Regions from separate parts of the Mus musculus genome. Here region 1 is linked to region 2. A link is a contact called in public HiCAR-type data. All regions are on one chromosome and are shown on one strand. Each heading gives the region's core, a stretch centred on a gene start, on an enhancer-like site or on the middle of the called end of the contact. The rest is flanking DNA. Distances are from core to core; before and after follow the strand shown.

What was found. HiCAR-type assays count read pairs that join an accessible place to other places.
Region 1: a contact with region 2 is called in a HiCAR-type map of astrocytes, with 4 times the contacts expected there. The contact joins two enhancer-like sites. A contact is called at or near these places in 1 of 484 Hi-C or Micro-C datasets (nephron progenitors) and 2 of 115 datasets of contacts at active chromatin or transcription factors (astrocytes and large pre-B cells).

What each region holds. Positions count from the first base shown.
Region 1 is chr12:25,902,626-25,907,670 of GRCm38.p6, reverse strand. No RefSeq gene overlaps it. Among named protein-coding and RNA genes, the nearest start is that of Gm29835, 74 kb to the left of the region's middle. Within about 2 kb of position 1,875, at least 11 of the 459 cell types and tissues checked have an H3K27ac peak or open chromatin away from gene starts, as enhancers often do.
Region 2 is chr12:25,034,036-25,039,062 of GRCm38.p6, reverse strand. It overlaps Kidins220 (kinase D-interacting substrate 220), which reads right to left. Exons shown (of 32, transcript NM_001081378.1): 23 at 2,431-2,609; 24 at 513-739. Among named protein-coding and RNA genes, the nearest start is that of Id2, 60 kb to the left of the region's middle. Within about 2 kb of position 1,627, at least 7 of the 459 cell types and tissues checked have an H3K27ac peak or open chromatin away from gene starts, as enhancers often do.

The DNA.
Region 1 (5,045 bases), core at 626-3,125, 870 kb before region 2:
ATTATCAACAAGTATGAAAACACAGAAAGAAATTTTAAAAGTTTGTAAAAATGCATTCTGAAGAAAAGGATGCAAATTTTAGCCCACAGCCCATCAAGTTAAAATAGACTCGCTTACTACCACTCAGCACCAGGAGCTAAGTTCCACAAGCCCTCCCTGCCATCCTGCCTCTCTTTACTCCTGCAGATGCTATGCTTTTTCCAGGAAGAAAGCTCAGAAGATTTGGAGTTCTGGGGCTACTTCACCAACTTGACATGATTCCATTCTAGCCCAGAACATTTCATAAAAAGTCTGGTGTATAAACTTAAACATATCTTCCTAAATAAGAGTGTCGTTCAGCTCTGAGTCTTTTTAAAATTCTTTTCCACTACTTGCAGTTTCTAACATGTCATTCTGAGGCTAGAGGAGGCAAATACACAGTAGAATGAGGTGATAGAAAAAAATATTGAATTCCAAATAGGACAAAAGACTCCATATTCGCCAGTAGGAGGTAGGCAGACTGTGAGTTTGAGGTCAGTCTGGGTTACACAGAAAGAAGGAAAGAGATACTTAATAGGGAAAGGAAGGGGTTCAGTGACTAAGCATGTCCCAGTGCATTGCTCGTGGGAGTTCACTGTGGCCTCCTGGCCATTATAGTCTCATGAATGCCATTGTATTTCACTTTTATCGAAGGGCATAATGAAGAATTCCAAGAACAGACAGTGTGTAGCAAGTTAGTGAAGTGCCTCCTGGACCCTCACAGGTCCCAACCTTCTCCAAATTATTCCATATCTATCTACAGCCCATTGTCAGCTATACTTAATTGGTCCAATTCCAATTGCCCTGATCCTCATCCTGGAAAAATGTCTTCAAGGTGTCTCTGGTCTGTGGCCCTGACTCTCCAACTGTCTTATTGGCCAAGAATTCTGTCTCTTTTATATTACCTCTCTCTCTCTCTCTCTCTCTCTCTCTCTCTCTCTCTCTCTCTCTCTCTCTCTCTCTCTCTCTCTCTCTCTCTCTCTCTCTCTCTCTCTCTATCCAATTCTCAGTTTCTCATCTCATGAGGTGGAAGAAATGTCCTAAAGAGCCACAAATAGCATCCAGTTGATTTGTGGAAAACTATTCTACTGCAATGTGTAATCATGAACATTTTGATGTGCGCTCTGTTCTTGTGATGTGATTCTATTCATGTTAACAGGTATTGTCAGCAATAAAGACCCCATGGTTGAGATGGCTGTGAGGATGGTCCAGGCCAGGACAACTCCTGCATTACACATTTCTTGATTTCCTTCCATGCTGCATACCCATAACCACCCTCTCCCTCACCCCTGCAAGATGAAGATGTGGCAGCTGGCACTGACCAAATTTATTTAATAAGCAAACTTGCAGTCTCTTTACTTTGAGATATATATATCATGCATTTATGAATGTATGGGTATGCAACTTGTTGAAGCCATTTTTATTGGTTGGGTGTAGTTCTGGTCCCTTGCATCTTATATAATTTTCAGTCATGGTTTTAATTAACAGAGAGCTTACAGTAGACAATCTAGGTAGGTACTTCCTAAATTCTCTCTATCTATACAGCAGACTGAAGCTGAGACCCATCTCATAGGTCACTGAGAGTTGACCAGAATGGCTCTTAGTTAAGACATTGGCCCTCCCCAGGTGAAGTGATCTGCCTAGGAGTGCCATACAGTCTATGGTAGTTGGCAAAACATCTCAGTCTCTTCCTCCTCTCGCCAGTGAGTCCATTTCCCAGCAGTTCCACTGGCTCCAGGTAGAGCAGCCAAGCTTCCCTGTTTGATTTAATAGATAGTTAAAAATCAACTCTAAATATAGTGGAGTGTAACTGTGTAATGATATGTTTATGTGCAGTGAGGGGGAAAAAAAGGAAGTGAAAGGAGCAACAGTTAACAGTGTCACCTCCTGTTGTGCCCAAACTGTGAGATGCAGAAACTTGATACAGGATGAATAAAATTAAATAGCTGGTCCTTTACAGAAAGCTCATTGCTCCATCCCTCATCTACTCAGTTCTCCAGCTCAGCATCTCAGCTTCTGGTGTTCCTCTATAGAGAGGAAAACAGTGGTCCCCTGGTACGGCCTTGCCTCTGCATATGACCCCATCCTAGACGCCACAAAAAAAGTGCCATTCAACTATGGTGATATCAGGAGATCTGCAGAAACTCAAATTTCAGCAAATCAAGGCCCAGGCACAGTCCCTTGGCAGTTGGCTATTTTCTGATGAGCACAGACTCTTTGAGAACCAGATGCCATAAGATTCCTGGAGTTGGCACAATGAGCGTCCAAGATGCTTGTGAAACCTTTCGTTCCAGAACATTTTGCTCAGGATGTTTCTGTTGGAGAGGATTGTAGCTGAAAGATGGAGCCTCATTTTTGGGTTAATGAGACCAGGAATTAAAAACATATTGCACTTAGAACATCATGGATAGAAACAGTTTTCCCTCCAACAGAATCCGTCTATCCTTCTAGAGACATCTAAGAATTTAAGATTCATCTGTGGCAATTCTATCTCTTCTGTGAGTGTCATCTCTTGTCTCCCTGTAAACCTTATGGTCCAGCCTCATAAAGCATATTCCTCTCATTTCCTACCCAGATGCTTCTAGTTTCCTACCAAGAATCATCTCTAGGTGCTTCACTAATTCTTCATTTCCTGACTTCCTTCTCATTGCCTTTTGACCCCATGCTTAGAAATAGTCATAGTTTTATCATTGTTCGCTATTTGTGGATCTCCAGAAATACCTTAGCATTGAACATCCTCTATACTGCAATGTATCTACAAATTAAATCAACAGAGCACGGGCTTTCCCTCCCTGGATTACATACTCATGTGCACTACATCCTATTAAAACAACTCTGGGATATTTTGATCAGCCTCCAATCTCAGTGCAAATCTGAGCTTTGACTGTCTTTTGCAAATGGATAGTCTTTTCTTTGTTCTTTGTCTTTTAGACAGAAACTCAACTTTCTAATTGTGCAGTCAAAAGTTTGCGTAATATCATTCTTAAGACCTCCTCCAACACACTTATTACTTTCAGGCAATGTCGGAGCCCAGTGACCTTAATTAACTCCTTCTGCTGGCATTGTTCTTATCAAAATTTCTCTCAACTTATAGGGGTATCAGTAAAACCTATAAGCTCTTTCAGAATTAGCACAAAAACAGTAAACATCTCTTGCTGAATTTATGGATTTCATAGTGTCTTTACAGGTGCCCTGTTCTGTTCAGTTGCTACAAGATATATTAAGCTTTATGATTTACAAATACTATAAATGTTCTGATTGCTTAAGGTTCTTAAGACTGGACTATACAAGATGAAGAGCAAACAGTTGTGATGTCATGCCATCTCTGTTCCTTCTCTGTGGTGCCTTTGATCTGTGTCCCTACATGACAAAGAAGCAGAAAGAACAACCAGGCCCCCTCAAGCTCTTCTAGAGAAACACTAATTTCTCATCACTTCTCAAAGATTCCACTTCTTAATTCCATCACATTGTGAGACACGTTTGAACAAATGAACTTGGAAGTGACATTCAGACCTCACAAGGAGGTAAAGTTTGTCATCCCTTGCAACCAAACTGAGCCAGGTAGACAATCCCCTTACAATGACATCAGCATAAATTCAGAATCTGTAATTAATTGTGCACTTTATTGGAAATTCCATCATTGCATGTGAGTTAGACATGACTATCCTGTTAAGACAAAATCTAGTGCTTCTAAACAAGGTCATTCTAGATCAATTTACTGCTATCAAATCAGAAAACATATAAGAGATCTGCTAAAGATATCAGAGGTGCCCAGTTGACCTACACAGCTGATAGAGTGAGCCCCACTGAGCCAGAACTGCAGAACTGAATTGAAGAGTAAGTAGTAGCTAATGTCTGATATTATATGTCACTAAATTGTAGTGTAGTTATACAGCAACATCTAATAGACACACACAGACACATGCACACACACACGTACACACACACTGAACTTCTCTGCCTACCACTTCCCTTGCTTTCCCAATAATGAGATTAACTTTATTAAAACACAAATCACACCATCCCTCTTCTCTCTTAATGCTTGCTATTCAACACTTGTTTCTTTTTAGTAAAAGCCAAGTTTCTTAGAGTGGCCCATAAGACTAGTCAAAAAACACACCCTCTCACTTGTCACCCCTCAGAAATTACCTCCTAATTCTCTGTCTATAATCTGTGTACCAATTGTATTGGCCTTCACACCTGTATAAGTCAGGATTCTCTAGAGTCACAGAACTTCAGAACTTAAAGAATTTCTGTGTCTCTCTCACTCTGTCTCTCTCTCTCCATCTCCCTCTCCCCCCCTCTCTCTCTCATATATATATATATATATATATATATATATATATATATATATATATATATATATATATATATATAAATTAGAATGATACAAGATGAAGTACAACTAATCCAGCAGTAGCTATCTATGAGTGTAATGTCCAAGAATCTAGTAGTTTCTCAGTCCCACAAGCCTGAGTGTCTCATCTGTTCTTCTGTATCTGCTGGAATCTTAAAGAATTAGACTTCAGTGGCAGTGAAGGACCGGCTGTGCTAGCAAGGCAAGGGCAGGCAGCCAAAGAGAAAACCTTCCTTCCTCCATGTCCTTATAGAGGCTTCCAGCAGAAGGTGTAGCCCAGATCAAAGGTGTGTCTTCCTGTCTCAAGATCTGGAACAAGAGCCCGTGTCTTCCCATCTCACAATCCAGACCAAAGACATGGTGTCTTCACACCTCAAGAGCAGTAGTAGAAGTACACCTTCCTACTTCAAAGATCTGAGCTAGAGGTGGGTTCACCCACCTCATACCAAGCAGAATATCTCACACAGGTGGGCCCTCCATTTCCAGATTATAGTTCATTCCAGATACAGTCAAATTGACAACCAAGAATAGCCATCACAACATCCATCATCAGATACCATAAGGACCATAACTCGGATACCATAAGCATCCTAACTTCATGCTTGGCTGGCACTCATTCTTATTCACCACACTGAGAACTTTCCTGTAAGTTCTAAGGAGGTGAAAATTT
Region 2 (5,027 bases), core at 378-2,877:
ATGGTTTGGGTACCACTGGAAACTGTGCTTTTATTTTTTAGTTAATAAATTGTGTATTAAGCAAAGAATTATATATGACTAAAGGTATTTAAAATTAAAATGGCATATGGTGGAATTAACTGGCAATAACATTTGATCCTTCAAGTAATATGGGCCCGTTATTATTTCACATATGTCTAAGGATATGAATGACTCTAGGAATTTATCACTGTTATGAATGCCAATATAAATTTCTATAACAAAATATACCAAAGGAACCATTGTTGTTACAGTGTTTCCTTTAACAAGAAAATAAAAGCCAATATTCTTATATTCACACTCTTTAGAACTCTAGAACATATTAAAATCCAAGACTCAGTTTTAAAAAAAAATCATACACTTGTACATTTAAGCCTTAGACTTTCCTATTTTAAAGCCAAATTATAGCTCCAAACCAGTGCCCAAGCCTGGAGATGGCAGAATGATGGTGCCCCTGGGAAGAGACACTGTAAAGGCGAGGTGCCGACTCTTACCCTGTTGTAGAAAGGGTGCTGGGGTCCCGACAGGCCGCTGTAGTAGCTGCTGTGGGGCTGTGGGGACACAACGCCGCCTGGGAACGGCCCATTGAAAGATGCTGAGGAGGAGCAGACAGATGCAGGCTGACTGTACCCAGAAGGAGGCCGAGGAGGGGCTTCGTGCAGAGGGAGCGGGGGATACGCAAGGCCTCCTATGTTGATCTGTTCTCTTGCAGCTCGAACATCTGAAAATTCCATCACAACCCAAAAAGCAAAAAAGAACAGGACACTAATGATGAGTCCTGTTGCCAGCTACTAAGTAAGGACATACTTTCATCACTGCTAGTGACTCCAGCTGAGTTTGACAGGAAATCTTCGCTAGTCCACAGGCTTTAAGTGGAAAAAAAAAAAAAGCCCAATTGATGTACATAAAAGAGGTTTTTTTTTCTTAACCATTTGAATAGTTACCACACTTGGATTCTTTCTTCAGTTACCAAACACTATAATTTTTGACTCTTTAAAGATCTATTTGTGTTATGCTAACAAAAGACTCAAATTTGTCTAATACATACAATGTGAGCTAAACTGTGAGCCTACAAACTGAGACAAGTCGACCTCTCAACACAGAGCAGACAGCCACAAAAGCCTCCAGCCTTAGAGTAAACACTGAGAAAAAGAACTGGGGGGCTGGGATTTTTTGTTGTTACATAATAACTTCATGTTTATGGCACAATATGCTCCCTTAATAGATGTATATATTGCATAATGCTCAAACTGGGGAAATGGACATATCCATCACTTCAAACACTCTTCATTTTTCTGCGATGAGACCATTTGAAATGGCCTCTTCTGGGTCTTTTGAAACAGTCATTAAGTCATAGTTAGTGGTAATCACCTGACTGTGTAAGGAGAGTCAGGAATTATCCCCCCACCCAATGTACCTCTGTGCCCACTCCCTGACTCATCCCATTGCCCCTTGTCTGCCTGCTCTATCCTCCCTCAGCATCCACACATGGGCAAGCGCAGAGTGTACCTGGGAAGCTCTTACACTTTACAGGACTAATTGAAGGCGACCCCTCCATAAGTCCCAGAAAGCTCAGTTATGGTCTGATGAGCAGTATCACATGAAACCCTTGTGTTCCAACACAGCTGCGCATGCTCCAGTGCACACCGGCCTCTCTCCAGTGCACACCGGCCTCTCAATAGCCTCTCTAAAACCCATCTGAGCTCTAAAACCAGGATGCAAAAAAAGTTTAAGGCCAGGTTAGGCAATTTACTGAGACCTTACCTCAAAATGAAAGTGAAAAGAGGTGAGGCCACAGTCAGTGACAGAGTGTTTGCCTAGCATGCCCAAGGCCTGGGCTTAGTCCCTAGCATGGCCTTAAAATAAATTAACCCTTGTTATATTCAAGCCCTGGTTAAAAACTTAAGATGAAAGTAAAGTTTTATTTTTGTTTTCTGCTCAACTTGGATGTCCCTATTAGAACAGAAGATGAAAGAGTGACAATTACAACATGTGGCATCTGAGCGTCAAGACTATATGTGAAAGAACAGAAGTTCAGGGTTCCAAAGGGAGAACTGAGTTGGTGAGCAAGCACAAGGACACAGTAGAGTAAATAGCTGACACTCTGAGAGGTCAACAGCCCAGTCCTACTCTAACTAATTTCTCTGTGGATGCTCCATTCAAATTTCTTAATTTTTCATAAAGCAAGATAAAAATTAGATAGCTAAGTAAGATAACAACAGAAAGAAAAAAACAAAAAGAAAGAAAGAAAGAAAGAAAGAAAGAAAGAAAGAAAGAAAGAAAGAAAGAAAGAAAGAAAGAAGGAAAGAAGGAAAGAAGGAAAGAGGTGAGAGGGGGAGAGAAGAGAAGGAACAGAACATGAAAAAAAATTGAGGACTTTTAAGAAAAAAAAAGCTGTACTACAATACCCACCTGCAATGATCTCCCGTAGTTTGGGATCCAGGTTTACCGTGCATGGCAAAAAGGTCTTTACATCTCGAGCCACAAGAACTGGAGTCCTTGAAGACAAAAACACTTCAAAATTTCTTATATCTCCATCAATTTCAAGAAGTGGCTCAACATCTTTAGTTGTTGGGATATTCTTTGATATTCTTCAAAAAGAAAGAAATGAAAAATCCATTAATGCTGCTATCAAATTCTTCATTCTTAAACCTTGTTGCTTCTGTCCACAAGGAGCACATTACACACTGGCTCTCATTTCAAAAATATCCTTCAAAGAACCTAAAAGAGGGAAATAATAATACAGTCCCAAGACGACTAAGGTGACAGTGAGGAAGTCAGAACTGCACTGATGGGTGTGGACTAGAGAGACAATGAGAAAGAGGAAGACACACCAGGTACACCACAGCCAACTGCTCCTGCTCGCTGACTGAACTGGGCTATGAGCGCACCCATATCACACAATGAGGGAGAGGCTGGTGCTGAGACCTGGGATTTTTCTTTTTTCTTTTTTAAAAATATTTTTATTAGGTATTTTCCTCATTTACATTTCCAATGCTATCCCAAAAGTCCCCCATACCCCCCCCCACTCCCCTACCCACCCACTCCCACTTTTTGGCCCTGGCGTTCCCCTGTACTGGGGCATATAAAGTTTGCATGTCCAATGGGCCTCTCTTTCCAGTGATGGCCGACTAGGCCATCTTTTGATACATATGCAGCTAGAGTCAAGAGCTCCGGGGTACTGGTTAGTTCATAATGTTGTTCCACCTATGGGGTTGCAGATCCCTTTAGCTCCTTGGGTATTTTCTCTAGCTCCTCCATTGGGGGCCCAACCTGGGATTTTTCAATGTGACACCGTGGCTCTTCCCCCCCCCTCCCCCAGGGAAAAAGCTTTTTAAATAAATCACACAAACTAAAAAAGTGTCAGCACAGGTTTTTTTTCCTTTATAAAAGGCTATTTTCTATTGTAAAACTAATATATGCTTATTGTATAATAGATATGATAAAACACAGAAGGTAGCCTGGAAAGGATAAGATTTAGTCAATCAAATATAGTAATATATTTGTACTCTTTTATTGTATGTATGTGTATGTATGTATGTATGTGTGTGTGTGTATATATATAAACTCATATTTATATGAGTTCAAACCATAAATAATTTTGAATCAATCAGAAATTCTCAAATGTAAAAATAAGTGAATTTTAGTCATTAAAAACACTTACTAGACAATGTTACAATGATCAATATGAAATTGTCTTGAAAGTAAACAAATGGCCAGAATGTTCCAGTTCTTCTGGGTTCTCCCTACTAACCACCAGGGAGTAAGTAAGCTGATCTGAGATGTGTGAGCGAATGCTCCAGAGATAAAGCAATGAAAACCACAACGGAGATGCTCAAACAGGTGGACAGGAGAATTGGGAGAAGGGCCAGTGTCCACTAAGTGATGGGTACAGAGTGGATGGAGGCTGATATCACAGAATACAACTGAACAGGAAAAGGGAGTAGACTGTGTTGAACTTGACAGGGGCAAACCTCATAATCAGCTATATTAAGTAAGGAATCTGGCCAGTGTGAAGGAAGCAGATCACAGTTCCCAGGGAACTTGGGGAGGTGAGGAGGAGAGTAACAGGACCACGATGAACCTGGAGGAAACCTGCCTAGTGGTGGCATGGCCACCTCTCTGACTGGGAGGACAGCTCTGCAGACCTAGGCAAACGCCAGCCATGAGACCGCACAGCCTCCGCACACGTTTCCTATGGTAACAGCATCTCTAGAAGCTCTCCTCACAGCACTGGCCAGTTACTCAAGAGCCTGTGCTCCTGGGTGGCACTAGGGCTCCATTTTAGGGGAAAGAACATTTGCCTGCTCTTCCCAAGTGAGATGGAACCCTAAGATTAGCAACAGCTGCATCTTTTCTTTGGGATCAGCACTTTATTGCTGAGACCCAGTACTTGGCTGGTAGCCAGATATTAAAAGTCATCTGAGGGAAGATCCAGAGAACAAAATTAGCAAACAAGGAAAGAATGGGTGCTCGTGAGAAAACAGGGCGAGCAGTTCTGTGTGAGTCTCACAGACTCCTGCTACAGACTCAAACATGCACACAGCACAAAGCTCTTTAAGATACCATTGCTTTCAATAAAGTAAAACAGCATCCTCACTGATTATTAAGTACATTTAATGAGTAATGAAAACCTGGAAAACGATCACATGGTATCATTTGCAAACGTAGAAAAAACACTAGAAATGAAACAGTTAAAAAGGCAGTTCATTTCTCAGAAGTGTAACACACAAAAAGAAGAGGCTAGGAAGATTTAGATAAAAACACACAGCTGACAAGTCACATGAAACAAATTAACCGAATCCTAATGCCAGCGTTGCTTTCAGCCTGAATGCGAACAGTGTTCTCAGCGTGGCGAACAATGCGGCTGTTCACAAGCCAAACGTCTACTGCTGCTCTCCAGATTGGAGTCTCTATTCTAACCTTTTGAGCTCAATGCATTAAGCCCTTCTGTTAAAAGAGACGTTTATGTAAATGATAATCTTTTGGCAGTGGGCCATCAAAATCAT